Linked DNA regions of Gossypium hirsutum: region 1 is linked to region 2. A link is a contact called in public Hi-C data. All regions are on one chromosome and are shown on one strand. Each heading gives the region's core, a stretch centred on a gene start, on an enhancer-like site or on the middle of the called end of the contact. The rest is flanking DNA. Distances are from core to core; before and after follow the strand shown. Region 1 holds the start of LOC107948544 (fructose-bisphosphate aldolase 6, cytosolic). Region 2 has its middle 41 kb from the start of LOC121228662.

The links. Hi-C and Micro-C count contacts between places; a contact is called where the count stands out from the background.
Region 1: a contact with region 2 is called in a Hi-C map of leaf, with 2.1 times the contacts expected there. The contact joins the promoter of LOC107948544 here to the enhancer-like site in region 2. A contact is called at or near these places in 11 of 34 Hi-C or Micro-C datasets (callus, fibers, hypocotyl and 2 more).

Annotation. Positions count from the first base shown.
Region 1 is chrA04:57,109,018-57,111,970 of Gossypium_hirsutum_v2.1, reverse strand. LOC107948544 (fructose-bisphosphate aldolase 6, cytosolic) reads right to left here and starts at 1,703. Exons shown (of 3, transcript XM_016883133.2): 1 at 1,342-1,703; 2 at 557-784; 3 at 1-447. The coding sequence starts at 1,369.
Region 2 is chrA04:57,014,367-57,017,066 of Gossypium_hirsutum_v2.1, reverse strand. No RefSeq gene overlaps it. Among protein-coding and RNA genes, the nearest start is that of LOC121228662, 41 kb to the right of the region's middle. Within about 2 kb of position 1,311, at least 4 of the 9 cell types and tissues checked have an H3K27ac peak or open chromatin away from gene starts, as enhancers often do. A contact at or near this core is called in leaf, where this site is marked.

The DNA of each region.
Region 1 (2,953 bases), core at 454-2,953, 95 kb before region 2:
AGTCAGAACCGGGGGTCACCATGTTAGGCTTCAAAAGAGTACCTTCAAGCATGACATGGTGATCATTCAAAGCCTTGTAGCAAGCAGCAAGAACACGCTCTGTCACCGCAGCACACTTTTTAATGTCATGTGATCCGTCAACAAGAATTTCAGGCTCAACAATGGGGACAAGGCCACATTGCTGGCAGATGGCAGCATACATAGCTAGCCCGTTGGCATTTTCTTGGATTGCAAGCTCGGTTGGTTCATTAGCACTAATCTTAAGGACAGCACGCCATTTAGCAAAGCGGGCACCAGCTTCATAGTACTTCTGGCATCGCTGTGCAAGGCCATCTAGACCCTGGGTGAAAGTTTCGCCATGGGTTCCATTAAGCTCAACCGTACCCTTGTCAACCTTGATGCCAGGGAGGACACCACCTTCCTTCAAAACATCAACGAAGGGCTTGCCTGCACATCAAACATCAATATCAGAAATCAACAACCATCCATAACTCTTAAAAAGGAATAAAACTACCGCGGTTCTTAGTATTATCAAAGTATGTCATTTTAGTAATACCCGAAGCGGTTTTTTGATAAAGGGTTTCCTCAAAGAGAATAACACCACTGAGGTGCTGAAGAGCTCCAGGAGTTGTGAATAGGAGCTCACGGAGAGCACGCCTGTTGTCTTCAACATTCTCTACATTAATACTTGAAAGACGCTTGCCGATGGTGCCAGTGGATTCATCAGCAGCAAGGATACCCTTTCCAGGGGTTCCAATGTAAGCAGCGTTTTTAGCCAACTCATCTACAAGATTCATGATTCAGAAAATAATAATAAGCCACCAATTCCCCATTAAAAGTTCAATAAACAGAGATCCAAATATTTAAAAACAAAAAAAAAAACTTAAAAGGGTGCATGGCTAAGATTCAGTAATCTCAGATCTAAAATGAAAACACACCAAGGAGATAAAATTAACATTATCAACTTCATCAATCTTTTTTTTCCTTAAATCTAGAACCGAACCATATCATGGTGCTTAAAAAAAATGACTGGAGAAATAATAAGCGAGTACAAACATGCAGATCTAGATCTTCAGATATTACCCCAAAATTTAACCATGTTGTTAATACCCACTGACAGATCACAAGACAATATAACCAGCCTTAGAAGATCCGAAGAAATCCATATATCAAAATACAGTTCGTATGATTAAAACAAGCAAATCAACTAACATTTTTTTCTCGTCAAACTATCAAAACAACTAACAGATCAGTCAAAAAAAACACTAAGATGGATCCGAGAGATTAAGTTTATAAACATAAAATAAAGAGCAAGGGAAATAGCAAGGGAAGAGTACTTACCAGCATATTTGCTAATGAAGCAAGACATGATTGAACAGGAAAAAGAACGAGAGACAGGAAAGAGGCTTTTTTTTTTTTTTTGGCTAGGAGGAAAGAAGAGAGAGACGGAAGTGAGGGGAAAAGGGGGCAGGGGTTAGGGGTTTTAAAAGAGATACAGAGAGAGCTGGTGGCTTCGAGATTATCGGTTAGTTTCTTTTTTTGTCGTGTTTTCCAAGTAACCCATGGACTGCCCGTGGGATCTTTGCTCACTTTTTCGTATCTGGTTTTTTATTTTTTTCTCCTCTTTTCCGCTTTTACCCCTCCCACTCCCATCTATTCCTTTTAGGTTGGTCCACCTAACATTTTTTATTAAAATCAAAACCGAAGTGATTTTTGATAAATACTATCTCTTAAATACAAATATATTTATTTGCTGAATTTTGCAAAAAGAAATACCCACCTTTTACTCAATAAAATAACCTAATTTATATAATTTACTAGTCACTGAAGTCCAAAGAAATACAAATTCTACTATACAAACACAAATTCAATTGAAAATGTTATTAAAAATAAAACATATTCCACGCATTAATTTTATTTAAAACCAACAAGGACAAAATTGAGAAGAAACATAGGAATAGAAAATAGGCGTTTCTAAAAGTTTCTCAAAACAACAGCGGTTGAAATAGGTGGGCCGGTGAAATAAGTGGGCAGGAAAGCGTGATGAGTCAAACCCAACTGTTTTCAACAACACATTTTTTATACTTTGAAGCGTCAAAACTCAAAGATATCAAAGTAATCTTTTTAATCTCATATTTGTATTTATTCCAATTTTAATTAATCTTTTTAAGGAGTATTCTTTAATTTCTTTTAGGTTCAAATATTTTATAAGTTGATGTATTTTTCATAAATTTAAATTTTAATATTTAATTTTGTTTAAAAATTTAATCTCTATATTTTTTAAATTTTAAAATTTAAATCTAATTGTTAATACTGTTAAAACTATTTTGTCAAATTTAAGTTTATTATAACATTATTTTTTAGTTAAATTACTATAAAGTAAGTTTTTTAAGGTAAACTACATATTTAGTCACCCGAGTTTACCTGTGTCTCTATTTTAATCACACCGTTCAAAATTTTGTTATTTTAGTCACTCATGTTAGATAAGTTGTCAATTTTAATCATTCTACTGTTAAAATTGATTTAATCACTAAACAGAATGTTGACCTGGCCTAGTATAATAACAAAATTAGCCATCCATGTTTGCTCATTTTATTAATTTTATTCTGATTTAAAAAGATAAAATTAACTTTTAATATATACACATTATACCAATTTGGCAATGATTTTAAAATTTAAAAAAACATAAATTTGAATTTGAATTTAAAAATATATAAAAATTAAAAATTATTAAAATTTATAAAAATATATGAGATACTCAAAAAAATATAAAAATATATTGAAAATTTATTATATTTTCACACTTTCCTTCCCCTCAAGTCCACATTTTTTATTCTCATCTTTCTCAATCAATGCCAGTTTTTCTTCCTCGTTCCCTCAAATGTTTTTAACACTTATCATTTTGAGCTTATATAAGATTGATTTCAATTTTTCATGGTAAAAATGGATTAAT
Region 2 (2,700 bases), core at 62-2,561:
AATTTTAGCATTATATATTTTTGTATGTGTATTTAAAATATTTCACATATAAACATAATGATATTTGAAATAATTAATTGAAATATTTCACATAATTTTTTTTTGAAATATTATACACACAATGTAGATGAAAAAACAACGATATTTGAAATGTTTTACATATAAAAATAATTATTATATTTGAAATAATTATTTCATTTTATAATATTAGAAATCACTATATGCACAATATATGTGAAGAAACTAAATATTTGACATATAAATATTATACATAAAGAAAAATATATCAAAAAAATTAGTTGATGTTTATAATATATATATAAAATAGTTATTAATTTCAAATATTTTTAACATAATGATATATGTAAAATATATATTTTTATGATATAATTACATATTTATTATTTCATTTTGTCAATAAAAGAGTTATTAATTAAAAAGATGAATTAAAAATAAAAAATTAAAAATAAGATATTTATTAATTTAAAAAAGAGAGCTTGAAACAAACTAATATAAAAATTACAAATGTGTTCAAAAAAAGGGAATTGAACATGAGTCTATCATTATTATTTAAACATTTAACCAAATAAACTGATATATTAAAAACATTAATTAAAAATATAAAAAGCTTAAAACAAAATGAAATAAAAAATATATAATTGTGAGGGGAAGAAAAATCAAACTTGGAACTTAAATACAAAACCTACTAACATTTAACAACCTACCAAACAAACTAATTATATTAAAAAAGTAAAAAAAAAATACAACTTAAAGGTAAATCTTTTCTACACTCTCTCCAAAAATAGCCTAGCCTATATATAAATTAATCTCATTATAGGTTCTAATTATATATGCTTTTTTTGATATAATGCCTAGAACTATTCATAGTCCCTCCCCAACCCATAAATAGGAGGATAATGCAATTCAGCGCACTTGAACCCACATCCTCTTGCATTGGAAACAATGCTCATACCAATTGAGCTAAGACTCAATCAATAGTTACTTCTTATATTTAAAAATGAGTAAATTAATTTTTTTTTTATAAAAAAGACCCGAAGGTCAACCTCAATTCATTACATCATCAATGACAATATTATGGATTTCCTTGGGATAATCCACGTTGAAAAACAAATTACACTTTTCCTTAATAGCTAAATTACAAAGTAAATCAGCAACCCTATTCCTACAACAGTCGATCCAATTAATATGGACCGAGGTAAAATTTTTAAAATTCATGCAGGCCTTATTAAGATAGCAGCCCAAAATGGTAACGTCATTATCTCTCTTATTCACCGCGTTGACCAAACTGGCACAGTCAGATTCCAAAATGAGCTGGTCCACTTCTAACTTTAAAGCCAAGTTTAAACCTTCCACAAAAGCTTCAGATTCCGCCCATGTCACGTCCAGGTTTTTATTCGCATACCCATAACAACCCCCAATAACGAAGCCATCGTGGTCTCTGGCTATTGCCCCGTATCCAACTTTTCCATTCAAAACCGTAGCGTCGACATTTATTTTAATAACACCCTTTGGAGGTTTCGTCCAGCTTTTACGCACCGGAGTTGGGGGGAGAGCAGGCGGGTCTGCCAGATTAAAGATTCTAAACTCTTTGCTCAGGGTCTGTGCTCTTTCCCACACCACCTTAGTAGTATCATCCTTCCCCTGAAAAACCAACTTGTTCCTAGCATTCCAGCAATTCCAGAGGAGGGTAAAAAAATCGGCAGCAGCTTTTTTATCAAGCTCACGAAGGACATCTTCCACCCAGTCCACGCACCGCTCATATCTCCCTTCAATCAGCCTATTGTTTAACCCTCCGATCATTAGGATCTCTCGGACCTTAGGGTACTTTTGCATAGCATGGATAAGCGTTTCCTCACCACTGTTGCATCTGGGACAAGCTGTCGAGAAGTCAGGCCGGATGCGAGCAATATTGTCGTATGTAGGAAGAATATTATGGCAAATTCTCCAGCTGAAGACCTTGATCTTGGGGATCATTTTTAACTTCCATATTACTCTCCAAACCATTCTATGGGGGCCGAAACCAATTCTCCTGAGGGATAACCACGAGTAAGCTGATTTTGAGCTATAACAACCATGCGGTTTTTGAGTCCACGTTAAGCTATCATTTATCCCATTATGGAGAATGGGTAAATTATAAATATAATCCTCCATGGTTTTGCCATATAGCTCAATAACCCTGTCCTTTTTCCACCGCCCCTGATTGTGGTCCCATAAATCTTTGACTTTTCTTTCTTCAGCTGTTAACGGTGACCGACACACAGAATCTCCATTAAGACCCTCTATACCCCATTGATCCCTTCGAATGTCTATAGTATTTCCATCCCCAATTTGCCACAGAAAACCATCCTTGAGAGCTTCGCTCGCTTTAACAATACTAGACCAAGTGAACGATGGTTTATCACAGTATTTCGGCCTAAGCACATCACCCTCGGGAAAATATTTTGCACTCAGTACCTTAAAACATGAGGTGTCTTTGAACTTCAAGAGCCTCCACACTTGTCTACCAAGAAGAGCAATATTAAACAGATGCATGTTCCGAAAACCAATGCCACCCATTCCTTTGGGATAGCACAAGCGCTCCCAAGCCATCATAGCCCAACCCCGAGTTTTCTCATTGTTCGTCCATCACATCCGACACATTTTCGAGTGTAAGGCCTCAATAATTCCTTTTGGAGCAAG